Regions from separate parts of the Zea mays genome. Here all the other regions are linked to region 1. Evidence: chromatin contacts called from public Hi-C data. All regions are on one chromosome and are shown on one strand. Each heading gives the region's core, a stretch centred on a gene start, on an enhancer-like site or on the middle of the called end of the contact. The rest is flanking DNA. Distances are from core to core; before and after follow the strand shown. Region 1 holds the start of LOC100283035. Region 2 holds the start of LOC100274598 (putative DUF1421 domain family protein). Region 3 holds the start of LOC100272710 (Ras-related protein RABA1f).

What was found. Hi-C and Micro-C count contacts between places; a contact is called where the count stands out from the background.
Region 2: a contact with region 1 is called in a Hi-C map of endosperm, with 6 times the contacts expected there. The contact joins the promoter of LOC100274598 here to the promoter of LOC100283035 in region 1. A contact is called at or near these places in 5 of 25 Hi-C or Micro-C datasets (bundle sheath, endosperm, leaf and 2 more).
Region 3: a Hi-C map of endosperm shows a contact between it and region 1, with 4 times the contacts expected there. The contact joins the promoter of LOC100272710 here to the promoter of LOC100283035 in region 1. A contact is called at or near these places in 2 of 25 Hi-C or Micro-C datasets (bundle sheath and endosperm).

The regions. Positions count from the first base shown.
Region 1 is chr8:70,850,160-70,854,596 of Zm-B73-REFERENCE-NAM-5.0, forward strand. LOC100283035 reads left to right here and starts at 1,987. Exons shown (of 1, transcript NM_001155937.2): 1 at 1,987-3,670. The coding sequence starts at 2,154. The coding sequence ends at 3,002. It overlaps LOC109941448 (fasciclin-like arabinogalactan protein 9), which reads left to right. Exons shown (of 1, transcript XM_020542414.3): 1 at 1-75.
Region 2 is chr8:70,201,440-70,205,876 of Zm-B73-REFERENCE-NAM-5.0, forward strand. LOC100274598 (putative DUF1421 domain family protein) reads left to right here and starts at 2,188. Exons shown (of 3, transcript NM_001148950.1): 1 at 2,188-2,494; 2 at 3,025-3,300; 3 at 4,082-4,437. The coding sequence starts at 2,393. LOC542667 (CMP-KDO synthetase 1) reads right to left here and starts at 714. Exons shown (of 8, transcript NM_001112187.1): 1 at 412-714. The coding sequence starts at 654.
Region 3 is chr8:71,472,600-71,477,036 of Zm-B73-REFERENCE-NAM-5.0, forward strand. LOC100272710 (Ras-related protein RABA1f) reads right to left here and starts at 1,997. Exons shown (of 2, transcript NM_001147163.1): 1 at 1,624-1,997; 2 at 211-926. The coding sequence starts at 1,841. The coding sequence ends at 494.

The DNA.
Region 1 (4,437 bases), core at 737-3,236:
TCCGTTTGCTTCAGCGTTGTTTCAGTTCAGTGTGCGTTTTTAAAATTTCAAAAGTCCCATCTTGCAGCGGCTCCACCCCGGGGCCCTCTTACAATTCAGTGATTTAGCAGGCCATGTGACTGGAAAATGCATGCTTAGCCCGGCCCCAGAGCCCAAACAGGCCCAGGAAGAGCCCGCACTCAGCGCAGCCCTGTCCAGACCCAGAGCCACGAAGCTTCATTTAACTTGTGCGGTTCGCGTGATAGTGCTTGCGGCCGCAAGTGACGGTGGGTTTGGTGGTGCTGGTGCTGCTGCTGGAGCGTAGCGTGTGATTGAACCCGGGCGAGGTGAGACTGTGAGAGCGATGGCATGTCCGTCAGCGTGTGGTCGCCAACGCCGAGCAGCTCTCGTTGAGCCGTCGGTTTTCTTCGATCTCTTCTCCCGGCCTCAGCTCAAGCTTGTTGTTCAAGTGGCGACGGGTGCCTCAGTGCTCACCTGTCGCCGGCCGACGTTATTTTTTTCTCGCACGCAGCGTCCGTCCAGTGTCTCGCTCGCGTACGCTCAGTAGTCATACGCACATGGCGAGATCTGCAGGGGCCAAATCCCGATCCGATCACTCGGCGATGGACTTTAATTACCCAGCTCTCGTCGAATCCACCACACTTCTGAAAGTCTCAACTCAAACCAGAGATTTCCCATGACACCATGTCCAATTGTCCACTGTACTTGGCAGCTTCAGATTTCCTTTTTAGAGTTATTATATTATGTGCTGTCGAGGGCTTGAGAACACCATGTCCAATTGTCCACTGTACTTGGCAGCTTCTGCTTGGCGTGTCGCCGAAGACGAACGGGACTGTCGATTGAGCGGGCCTTGCTGATCGGCGGTCCTTCTCCGGCCGCTGCCGCATCGCCGTCGCCGGTATCTCCCTCGCGCGCCTTCGTCTCTGCCTACTTCCACTCCACCGCTGCTTTCTATGACCGCCCCCCTCGCATTTTCCACGCCGCTGCAGACGCAAATACGCACTGGCGTAGCCACCGCCCACCAATTTCCGCGGCGGTTGGTTCAGGGAAACCCAGCAGATCTGCACAGCAGCGTTCAATAAGATTTTCACTGTAAGAATTCAGACCTCTAGTAAGAATTCAGTGTAATTCAGGAGGGGGCTGCTGTTTGCATCGTATATACACGCCGGACGGGTTTTCAGTGCGCACGTCGTCGTGGCCGCGTTGCGCAGACGCTGTCACTGCATTTACAGCTGTGGTCTGAAGCTGACACGCAGCTTGCATTAGAAGAAGAAAGCAGGGGCGTAGACTGTCGGTGGGATTCGTCTTTGCCCAGTTGCCTCTCAAACACAGCATGATTACCATATTATTCTTTTCTTTTCTTTTTATTATTAGTACAGACAAATCAGCATACGTACATGATGCAGCACTGCATAGCTGTCAAGCAGCCACTTTGTTTGTCTTTCCCCGCGCTAGCTGATGAATATACAGAAACTCCCAGTCCCAGCCGACAGAACTGTCGCGGCCACCATATGCACGGCATACATACAGATGAGAGGCCAGGCCAGGCTGTACACAGATCCAAAGAAACATCTTGCACTGTATCGATGTAGAGAAAGGAAAAACGAAAAAAAGAAGGGAAAAGGAGATATTTGGGGCTCCCTTTTTGCGTTGCAGTTGCAGTGCCATTGCAGGTAGGACATCACTCTCTGGCAAGTTGGCAAGCCTGACTCGACGCCACATGCGGCAGCCCGCAAGTACGTACGTGCAATCGTGCATACGCATACGAGCAGAGTACAGGCACGCCTACCTGTATGGCGCTACCAACGTGCTGTCATGGTAGCTTGCTGAGCTGAAGCTCCGGTCCGGTGGTTGGAGGATCACATCGCGGCGCACGTAAAGAGAGAAGAGCGCTGGTTGGGGTGCCGTGACACCTGACTTGCCACGGTCGCAAAGTTCGCCCTATAAGGGCCAGCCAGGCTCGAACGTGCCGGTGCCGGTGCTCCCCGCGCAAACACGCACGCACACTCTGGACGCGCGCTGGCTGGCTGCAACTGCAAGGCGTCGCCACCAACCGCAGCTATAATAGGTGTATTGAACAGGCAGGCAGAGCAGGGCAGGCAGTGTAGGCTCCATCAGATCCAACGCCACCAGCTAGCAGCAGCAGCAGCAGCATGGCCACCACCAGCACGCCTCGCCTCGCCACCCTCCTGGTGCTCCTGGCGGCGGCGTCACCGCTGCTGAGCGCAGCTCAAAAGGCCGCCCCGAAGGCTCCGGCGGCGGCGAAGGCGGCGCCAGGGCCGGCGGCGTCGTCGTCGTCCGGCGCGGGCGCGGCGGACGCGGCCCCTCCCACAGACGTGAACAAGGCGCTCAAGGACGACCAGTTCAGCGAGTTCAAGCAGCTGCTGCACGACACGCGCGTGGACACGCAGATCAACGCGCAGCTGACGGACAGCTACAACGGGCTGACCATCATGGCGCCCACCAACGCCGCCTTCGACAAGATGAAGGCCGGCGTGCTCAACGGGCTGTCGCCGCAGGACCAGATCCAGCTCGTCCTCTACTGCGTGCTGCCCCGCTTCTACAGCCTCTCCATGCTCGGCACCCTCGACGGCAAGGTCAACACGCAGGGCTCCGGCCACGACGGGCCCTACAGGTACGACATCAAGCGGTCGGGCAACAACGTCAACGTGTCCACGGGCGTCAACTGGATGCTGCTGGGCAGCCCCGTCAGCAAGGACTTCCCGCTCGCCATCTACCCCGTCGACAAGGTGCCGCTCCCCTACGAGCTGTTCGGGCCCAAGCCGCCCACCCCGGCGCCCGCGCCGGCCCCGGCACCCGCCAAGTCCAAGACCAAGAAGAAGAAGAAGGCCGCCGGCATCGCCGAGCCGCCCACGGCCGACGACGACACCTCCGCCTCCGACGACCAGAAGGCGGCCGCCACGCCCGGCGCCGCCGGCAGCTGGGCCGCCGCCGCGCTCTCGGCGCTCGCCGCTGCTGCCCTCGGCGCCGGCCTCTTCTGATGGGGAGAGGGAGGATAGAGTCAGTCACCATCGTTCAGATTTGAGATCACACGGCGCGGCGCTACTGCGGTGGCGATCGATCGCTCCTGCGCCGCGCGCCGTGCATTGCCATACAATGTCGCACGGTCGATACGATCATAGAGTTGGTGTGCCCCATCCATCCATGTACCCATCCATGCATTTGTGGCTTTATTAATTCTTTCTTCCCCTTCCTTTCTCTCCCCTTTTCCTTTCGGCGGATTTCTATTGGTGATTTGTATTTGTAACCTAATGTGATGTACACAAGTAGTGCTTCCTCTTTCACTGGATGGATCTTTGGCCTCCGAGATCTGGACCTGCTTTTGTTTGTTTAATCCGAGCGTACTATACGCTTAACATACTAGCTGGTTGCTTGCTGTAGCCGTGTCGCAGTCGCTTGTGTTCCAAGCATTTTCTTGCAGTGAAAAGAGAACAGGGAAGTGCAGACAGTGCAAGAGATCGGACAGACATGTGTGGTAGCAGTGCGTTGGACACCACACATCTTCCCTTTTGCTGCATCATGTCTTTTGCCTGAAACACGCACATAGCAATAGCAGCAGTTCCCTCCTTTGAGATGGCTGGCTGGGTCTGTCAGCCAGCGAGGTAAACCGTGCTCATCAGCAGAGACGCATTATATTATTGGTGGTTGCAACGTGATCCTGGACCCTTTTGCGCTGCCTCACCACAGTCACGTGCAGCCTACCAACTCTGGATCTGGTAGCCGTGGCCTCCCGTTGTTCTCGCGGTGGATTCAAACCGGCCGGTCGGTGATCAGCAGGGGCATGTGATCCTAGTCATGAGTTCTCGAGAGGGCAGATCTCGTCCGGTGTTTGCAGTGGACCCGTATTGCTCTGTCAGTTAGTCGCCGTACTGAGCATTTGAACCTCCTATTCAAATTGTGTGCCACTCGTACTTGTTTACTTCGTTTGTGCGACTCATAAATGAGTCTATTCGTTCAACCTTGTTAAACTATCGTTGCAATATAACTTTTCTTCATAAACAAGTCCGTTTTACCTCGTTCAACTACCATGATAATCTAGTTTTCCTTCCTAAACTTTCAAAATCGTTCAAATTAGCTTCGTGCTTAGATCCGGAGCGTACAAGTCTACAGGCGTTTAAAAGAAGCGCCAACAACTTAAGCTCAGGTCTGTGTGTGCGTTGTATATTGATCTGTTAGATAAGTAATAGTACTCGTTTACGGTGACGTGGCGTACATATTTATAACAGCCGAGTCCTAGATAAATATAATACTGATTTAAATAAGATTATATTATACTCTTATCTTAGAACCATAACATACTTCCGATTACAATTTCTCTATCTGTACAATACTCTTAACAGTCTCACTCGGTCTTAACCTTATCTAAGTTCAAATTAAGCTTAAAATTCTTTGATGTTCTTACAGATAAAGCTTTAA
Region 2 (4,437 bases), core at 938-3,437, 650 kb before region 1:
GTTCTGTATTCAGTATAAAAAGGTTAAAGTTGTCAGCACAAGGTGCAGTAGGTATTATACACATTGCCGGATTAATCGCAGACAAGAAACTAGAACCGGCCAAGACCGACAGCTATACCATTTTCCTTGTCCAAACCCCATCAAATCGAAATTCATTGAACTCAAGCCAGACTTTTTTTTATTGCTGAACACTCATTGAACTGTGAGGAATCAAGTCTGGATGACATAACGGCTCACAACATTTCGGTAAGCAACAGAACAGCTACTGTGCAGTTCAGTCTACACGGAAACAGCACAATTGGATTCGACCTCCCCTCGCAGTCCTAACCGCGAGTTGCAGGTACGATCCCCCACCCACCTCGCTCTCTCTGAAAGATGTGACGAGTCCAAGTCAGCAAGAAGGAGACGGACCTGGATCATGGGCTTGCCGAGGATGGGAACGAGCGGCTTGCCCTCGAAGCGCGTGGAGGCGAAGCGCGCGGGTATGATCCCCACCGCGCGGCTGCGGAACCCGGTCGGCCGCCGGTACAGGTACGCAACGGCAGCGGCCGCGGCCGCCGCGCCGAGCGCTAGCCCGTGGAGCACCCAGACGCGGGCGCCCAAGCCCGACGAGGCCGAGGCCGAGGAGTCGGACGACGGCGCGCAGATCGGCATCCCGGCGTCCGCGCCGGGCACGGCCCCCCTCCCCCTAGATCCGCGCGGCGAGCACTGACAGACAATGACACAGTTTCAGTTGAGGAGTCGCGCCGACCGAATCGGAATACGACGAGGTTGTCGTGGACCGTGGTGCGACGTCAAACAGGCCGTAGCCCACTCCCGTGTTGATGGGCCTCAATCGGCGTAGCCCATGTTGGCCATCCATCGTACACCGTCGGCCAACTTCGCTGACTGGACTACCCAGTACCCACCACAAAGTTAACAAGTCGTAAGCCATGGTGGGCTGGTCTGGTGGCCAAGTTGTAATTGTTGAGAGCACAAAGATCGGGTCAGAACCCAAATTTCGTGCATGGATTCGCCTGCTCCCGGTGGGCGGTGGCAGCATGCGGCACTGTGGCCCGCCCCGCCCCGCAACGCCGGCCCGGCGAAAGGGATCACCGGGACGTCGCCAGCCACATCCCACGCCCCCGCGCCGCGCAGCACAGACCACCAGGTTTTTGTGTGGCAGGGCAGGGAGGGGACGTCACCAGCCGGCAGCCAACCCCCGAATCCAAGTCAGCGTGACAGCTCACCTCCAGATTCGCTTCACCCCCGTGCCTATCCGCAGCTCAGAGCTTCGAGCCGAGCCAGTACATTTCGGCTCCGTGGGCACGCTCGCAGCCGCAGCTTTCGGGCGGGAGATCAACGTCCGGGGTTTGGAAAAGGCCGGCCTATGACCAAAAAGAAAAAAAATATGTGTCGCTCTAGATGAAACGTGGACGTGCAGCAGTGTATCTTTAGGCTAGTGCTAGTCCATCCATATATGTATGAGACTCAACCCAAGACCCAAGTTGCCAAGTTGGGTAGGTTTTGGTAAGCAAGATACCATTGACTTGTCGATTGGTCGAGCCAAACCTGCCCGTCTATTTTGAACGCGTCGTCGTCCCTAAAAACAGTGCAGGTCAGATCCACGCAGCAGCTAGCTGCCGGAGTCAAGAACGTAAAACGGTGAACGCTCTAGAAGATCCACACAATTGTAGCCGTCGTCGTAGGCTGGATTATCCTTAACAAACGAGTATACATTTCGGTGTCGCACAAATAATTGCATTCTAGAATAAAGTATGACTGCACGTCTTCCCGAGGATCCAGTTGCACTGGCAGTACGATCTACAGTGTCGCGCGGGATTAGGATTAGGACACGGTGATGGGCGCCGTGTCCACGCAAGTCGTGAAACACGATCGCTGCAAGTCGTGAAACACGCGTGCGGTGCAATAAAACCAGGCGCGTGGCAAGTGGCATTGACCCGCGCGGATCACGAGCGGCTCCACTGCACGGCAACGCGCACGGTCCAGGACCTGACCAACCGCAACGGGCAGGAGGCAGGCGCGCACGCAGGCGCCCTCGCTCGGGTCGCGTCGCGTGACCGCGGCGCCGTGCTTTTCGCTTTCCCCTCAACCACGGCTCCACCGCTCGCGGCGGGACGACTGCACTGCATTGTCGATGCGGGCGCGGAATAAATACGGCGGCCGGCGGGGGTGGGGTGGGGGTGGTGGCTCTTTGCACCGCTTTTTTCGAACGCTACTTTAGCTTTTACTCTTCTTTTCTCTTGGCTTCCGCTCCTCGCCCACGCCTCCTCCTCCAGTCCTCCCTTTCGTCGTCGCTTCCCTCCCCTTCCCGTTCGAATCCTCTGACCACCGCAGAGCCTCCCCCCTGAGGAAACCCTAGCGCAGCCGCCGACCGCCGCCGACCCGTAGCATGGCGTCCCCGGCCCGGCCCGTCGCCGCGTCCGTCTCCGGCGCCTTCGGCCTCTCGCCCGACCCCAAGCGCTGCTCCTTCGACCAGGCGCTCCGGCACAAGGTACGAGCCCGCCCGCCCGCCTTTCGATCTACCCGCGCGAGATCTCCGCGCCTGACGCGTGGGTGCGTTGACAGGAGCGGCCGGTTCGTTCATTGCTCGTTGCCGGGGATGGGGGTGCACCGTGCTGCCTTGTTCTGGTTTGTGCCAACGGTTGCGGGGTTATCGTCTGCGTTGCGTGTGACTGCGGATATGGATCTTCGTTGGCCGCTTTTGAAGCCTAGGGTTTGGGTTCTGCCTTTTCTTTTCCTGGTTATTCTGGCCCGTTGGAGTCAAAGGAGTGGACGAGTTAGCCAGTTGAGGTTTCTCGTTTGTATCGGCCGACTTTTTTATACAAATTCGTGGGGCTCTTGCTACAACTAGGGTAGCATGCCAATTAGGAGATTTTTCCTTAGGCGCCTGATGCAGTGATACGTGAAGTTGTTGTGTTTCTGTTCTCTGTAACTAGACACAGGAGAGATTGTTCATCTTATATGCTGAACTGTTATGTTCATCCTATGTGGTCTAATATGTCTGTTATCCCAATGAATCAGGATTTCCAGGAGAACAGGCTGTTGATGTCATTTGTTAATTTCCATGAGCAAGAGAAGATCTCTAAAGAAATCGTAACACACGCTATAGAAAGCTGCATGAAGAAACAAGCAGATAACCTGTTGAATTCACTGGACGTTATCAGCGGTAGGTTGTCACAGTTGGAGTTATACTGCTATAGACTGGAAAGGTCCATTGGAGAATTACGAAGTGACGTGATGGATTATCATAACGAAGCAAATCTGAACTTCCGGTGCGTTGAAAAGCAAGTGAAAGAGGTATATCATTTTTTGCATTGAAATATCTTAGTACTTTGCTGTTTTTATTTCAGCTCCATTGCATGATGCACTAGGCACTAGCACTACTGTCTGCTGCGAAGTATCATCGCCATTAACCTGAACGCTTTATGTTTGGTTTCAAAATTTTCCGTAACTAGATTCGGTCTCCTGTTTCTTGTAGACTATTATTTAAGTAGCAATTCGCCGAAGTGTTGGTTTATGACTGAACAGTACAAAATATATGTCATGAATGGGCAGTGTTTTCGAACTAAATCATGTAACTGAAATATGATGGGATGATCTGTCAGTTGAATCGTTAGACAAACTACACAAACTCAAGGTTGGATTGGTGGAGATGGAGAAAGGAGGCGCAGTAAATACGAGGGGACTTCGATCTCCTAGAGGCTGATTTATTTGTAGACAATTTTTTGTTTTAGGAATCTATTTATTAAGGGATAGAGGGATTAGATGCTGTAAGAAAGTTTCGTAAAGCTCCCCCCCCCCCCCCCCCCCCCCCCCAAAAAAAGGAAAAACATATGCTGTCTTGCTATGATTTTTCCTTGTTGGCCTAGGGGCTGCGGACCTTGGCTTCTGGTTTTTTTTAAAGGTTTATGGAATGAAATTTTCAAACAATGCCTATTGTATGTAGATATTAAAATTGTGGCAGACTAGTGAGATAAACATGATTGCTGATATCGTGTGCACATTTTTTACATAAAGTTATGTGTAACATATGGTCTCATCATCTCTATGATGACATTTTACCTACTTTCATGGACAGGTTCAGAAATCTGTGCAGGCTGTTCAGGAAAAGCAGGAGCTTGCTGAAACTCAGAAAGAAATGACCAAACTTCAGATAGTACATGAGGATTCTGCACAAAAGAGTGAAGGTACTGCTCCATCAGTTTTCATGAATAGGGAAAATGAGGTTGCCCTTGTGCCATTGCACCAAGTAAATGCTGTTCAGTCACCTCCTGTGCAATTCCAAAGTTGCAGTGGCCTTATTCTACAGCAACTGATGCCAGTCCAAGACCAGCAGCGCTCGAACCAAACCGCTGTGTACTGTATGCGAGGCCAAAGCCATCTGGAGCACAGACAGGCCCAAATGTTCGAAGCTGCTGGTCAATCTCTGCAGAC
Region 3 (4,437 bases), core at 747-3,246, 620 kb after region 1:
GCCAAGCATCAGTTTGTACAGGGACGCACTTCTGTTTATGACAGAGAAGAACGTTTAATTACTTCACACATTACCATGGCAATTGGCAATTGCCAAGCATATTGATACAATCCAACGAGTTTATCGTAAGTGATCAATAGGATTGCATTTGCAACATAGCAGCAGTCTAGCAAAGCAAACAGCCTGTTGAAGCAATGCAGCTAGGTTGATAAAGAGAAGCGACATCATACAGATATACACAAGAAATGAAAGCAACAATGCAGAGAAGGCTCTGTTATATGAAAAAAATACGATAGCCGCACACTTCCATGTCCCTAAGCTATACCCGCAGGCTGAATTCCTGAATGAATTAAATGTATCAAATGGCAAAAATCAACGAGACAGCTGGTAACACATGAATACAGCTCAAGGACCATGACTGCAAATAACGTCCTGCGCTCTCTACTGCACAAGTAACCAACCAACCCAAGTACATGTCCTACCCCCTTCCAAGCTAAGACGAACAGCAGGCAGACTTCTTCACTGCGGACACATCGTCCTTGCCGCCGACACTGATGGTCTGGCCCCTGGGAGGCGCTGCGGGGTCATCGCCGATGTCGAGGGCCTTCTTGCTCACGACGTGGTAGATCTGGGTGAGCACCTCGGTGAAGGCGCCCTCCACGTTCATCGCCTCCAGGGCCGACGTCTCCATGAAGAAGGCGTTCTCCCTCTCGGCAAAGGCCTTGGCGTCCTCGGTCGGGACAGCCCTGAGGTGGCGCAGGTCCGCCTTGTTCCCAACCAGCATGATCACGATGTTGGCGTCCGTGTGGTCCCTGAGCTCCCTCATCCACCTCTCCACGTTCTCGAAGGTGACGTGCCGCGTGACGTCGTAGACGACGAGCGCCCCTACTGCTCCGCGGTAGTACGCGCTCGTGATAGCACGGTACCTGCAGAAGCATTGACCGACCAAACGATTAGTTAGCTGAGGTGCAGAAAAGAGTTGAACAGCAGAAGCCACATGAACAATGGTACTCCTATATCACACAGCTAGCAGTCAATCACTCTGGATGGACACACAATTCATAAACACAGTGACAATTATAACAATGAGTGGCAATGTTTTAAGTGGCTTTAATCCACGGGCTTCTACTTTTTCTACAGTATTTTTATTTTGTCTCTATAGACCGTTGATCAATCGAACAGTTCAGCACAGGGCTATGGCTATGATTTCTATCCACTACCTCAAGTCCTCAACAACCATAATTTCATATCTAGCGAAACAACCTGACACCTGCACGATCTCAACAGCGTGTTTCTGGTTGCTAGGAATGTGGCAGATTGAAGACGGCACGTGCGATCACGGACGATGTGAATTGAATTGAACGAGCGCAGATTCTTTCCATTTTTTCTTCTAATGGTGATCGAGGCAGTTAATTTGCGTCCATGTGCAATGGACCAGGCCAACAGCAATTAGGTTAAGAGGGGGCACCGACCAAACTAAGCTACAGAAATCCATACTAGGACGCAGACATGGCAGTCGGTAACGAGTGGACTCGATCAGAGATGAGATACCGGGAAATAAAGGGGTCGACGCGCCTCGCAGAGCACAGGTGGATCTGGGGGATGGGGGATTGGGGGTCGTACCTTTCCTGACCGGCGGTGTCCCAGATCTGGGCCTTGACGACCTTGTCGTCGACGTGGATGCTGCGGGTGGCGAACTCGACGCCGATGGTGGACTTGGACTCGAGGCTGAACTCGTTGCGCGTGAAGCGCGAGAGCAGGTTGGACTTGCCGACGCCGGAGTCCCCGATGAGCACCACCTTGAATAGGTAGTCGTAGTCGTCGTCCGCCCGGTACGCCATCGCCACGAGCCGGTCGGGCGGGCACGCGATACGCGTGGTGCGAGAGGCTGGCGGATGCCTGGCCTTGGGCTGGCGGCGGCGGGACGGGCGGTGGATGAGGAGGGCGGCGCAGATGGGAGGGGGGCAGGGGGCAGAGAGCACGCGGACGCGGGTGCGTGTTTTTTTTTTCTTGGATCAATGCTAGAGACGAGTTCATTTTAATACCATGTTTCCAACTGACCTGTATGTCTCGGGTCTAGCACGGCTATCTGGTCCTAAATCCACCTAGGCATTTTTTAAAACCATGTTCTATATTACGGTCTCTAATTATTGTCTAAAACCATTTTCTAAAACTTTGTATGCAGTGCAAAATATTGTGTTGGGGTCTGCTTCATAGCCGAAGGTCCTGTAAAAAAAACACATTCGGAAGATCAGCACAGAAATAACGCCGAAGCTACCTTTCAGGGAACTTCGGCATAACGATATGCCTTGAGATGAAGGGTTGCACCGACTTAAAGATGAAAAGACAGATTGACCCATGATAGTTTGTGTCATGATTGTAATCGATTGTAAAGGGTGTAAATGTAATTTCACACAGGCTGCGCCCTGTGCTTATAAATAGATGAACATTACCCCCGTACTATTCACGCTGATTTGTACTCGCTTGTGCGTTACGTTTGTTCTCATACCTTCTGTCAAGCCGAAGGTACAAATGTAACCTTATGTTATTCTTATTCGTTCATGATTGTATAATAAGAAATATATTATAATGTCATATGATTATCCATGTTATTTTTCATGTTTCATAGGCTTCATCTTTCATTGATATATGCTGTGATGGTGAAGGCACGTCCTTCATAAACTTCGTCCGAAGATCGTTATATCCTTAGGAAAATAATGCTTCGAAGGACAAAGGACATTAACCATTAATCTACTTTTGTGTTGTCTTGTTCTTAGTTCATAGCATTTGAGAACAAGTCCCCAACAACATTGGCGCCCCCTCCGGTGAACTCACTTCCACTTTTGAGCTGATGGCTTCGTTCAGCAACCAAGCCGAAGCATCTTCGGCTACGAAGCTGGTGCTTCCGATAACAGGCGGCTCAGGTTCAGAGCCGGCTAACAAGAAGCAGAAGAAGGAAGCACAGAGAAGGGTACAACATGTTGGGGTGCAGGGACCCTTCATCAAGTCAAAATGGTCCCACATCCCAATCACCTTCTCCCAAGAGGACCTTCAGCTCAAAGATTACCCCCATAATGATGCTATGGTCATATCTTGTGTCATCAAGGGTTTTCTGGTCCATAATGTTCTGGTTGATACAGACAGTGCAGCGGATATCATATTTGCCAAAGCCTTCAGACAGATGCAAGAACCAGAGGATAAGATTCATGATGCTACACATCCTCTATGTGGCTTCGGAGGAAGGCAAATTGCAGCGCTTGGCAAAATCACAATGCCAGTAACCTTCGGCTTTGTTCGTAACACAAGGACTGAGCAGGTTATCTTTGACATTGTCGACATGGAGTACCCCTATAATGCAATCATTGGTCGAGGCACACTTAATGCTTTCGAAGCAATACTTTATCCAGCATATCTGTGCATGAAGATACCTTCGGAACAAGGGCCCATTGCTGTTCATGGGAGTCAAGAAGCTGCCAGAAAGGCCGAAGGAAACTGGACAGATTCAAAGGCAATCCATAATATAGATGGAGTCGAAGCTTGTGAGCAGTACAGATACAAGAGAGAAAAGGCTGCTTCGGCAGATCAGCCGAAGCCCATGCTTCTATGTGAAGATATAGCAGAACAAAAGGTACTACTGGGGTCTCAGTTATCTGAAGAGCAGGAGAAGAATTTGCTAAGATTTCTATTCAACAACAAAGATGTTTTCACTTCGTCAGCCAATTATCTTTGCGGTGTCAACAGAGATGTTATTGAGCATTCACTCAATGTGGATCCATCTTTTCGGCCAAGAAAACAAAGGCTTCGGAAAATGTCTGACGACAAAGCTGAAGGTGCTCGGAACGAAGTGAAGAGGCTTCTTAGTGCTGGCGTTATCAGAGAGGTGAAATACCCAGAGTGGCTAGCCAACACTGTTATGGTGAAGAAGGCCAACGGTAAATGGAGAATGCGCATTGATTTTACAGATCTTAACAAGGCTTGTCCAAAGGATGAGTTCCCATTGTCAAGAATAGATTCTCTAGTAGATGCAGCAGCTTCGTCAGAGCTCATGAGTCTACTAGATTGTTACTCAGGCTACCACCAAATCTGGATAAAGAAGGAAGACGAGCCGAAGACTAGCTTTATAACCCCCAGTGACACATATTGCTATCTTCGGATGCCTGAGGGGCTTAAAAATGCCGGAGGAAGCTTCAGCAGAATGATAGCCAGAGTCCTTCATTCTCAAATAGGCAGAAATGTGCTGACCTATGTCGATGATATCATAGTTAAAATCATGAAGCAAGAAAATCACATTGCTGATTTGCAAGAGACATTTGCCAATTTCAGGCAAGCTGGTTTGAAGTTAAATCCAGAAAAATGTGTTTTTGGGGTAAAGAAGGGCAAGTTCCTTGGTTGTCTAGTATCAACGAAGGGAATTGAAGCTAACCCAAGCAAGATTGA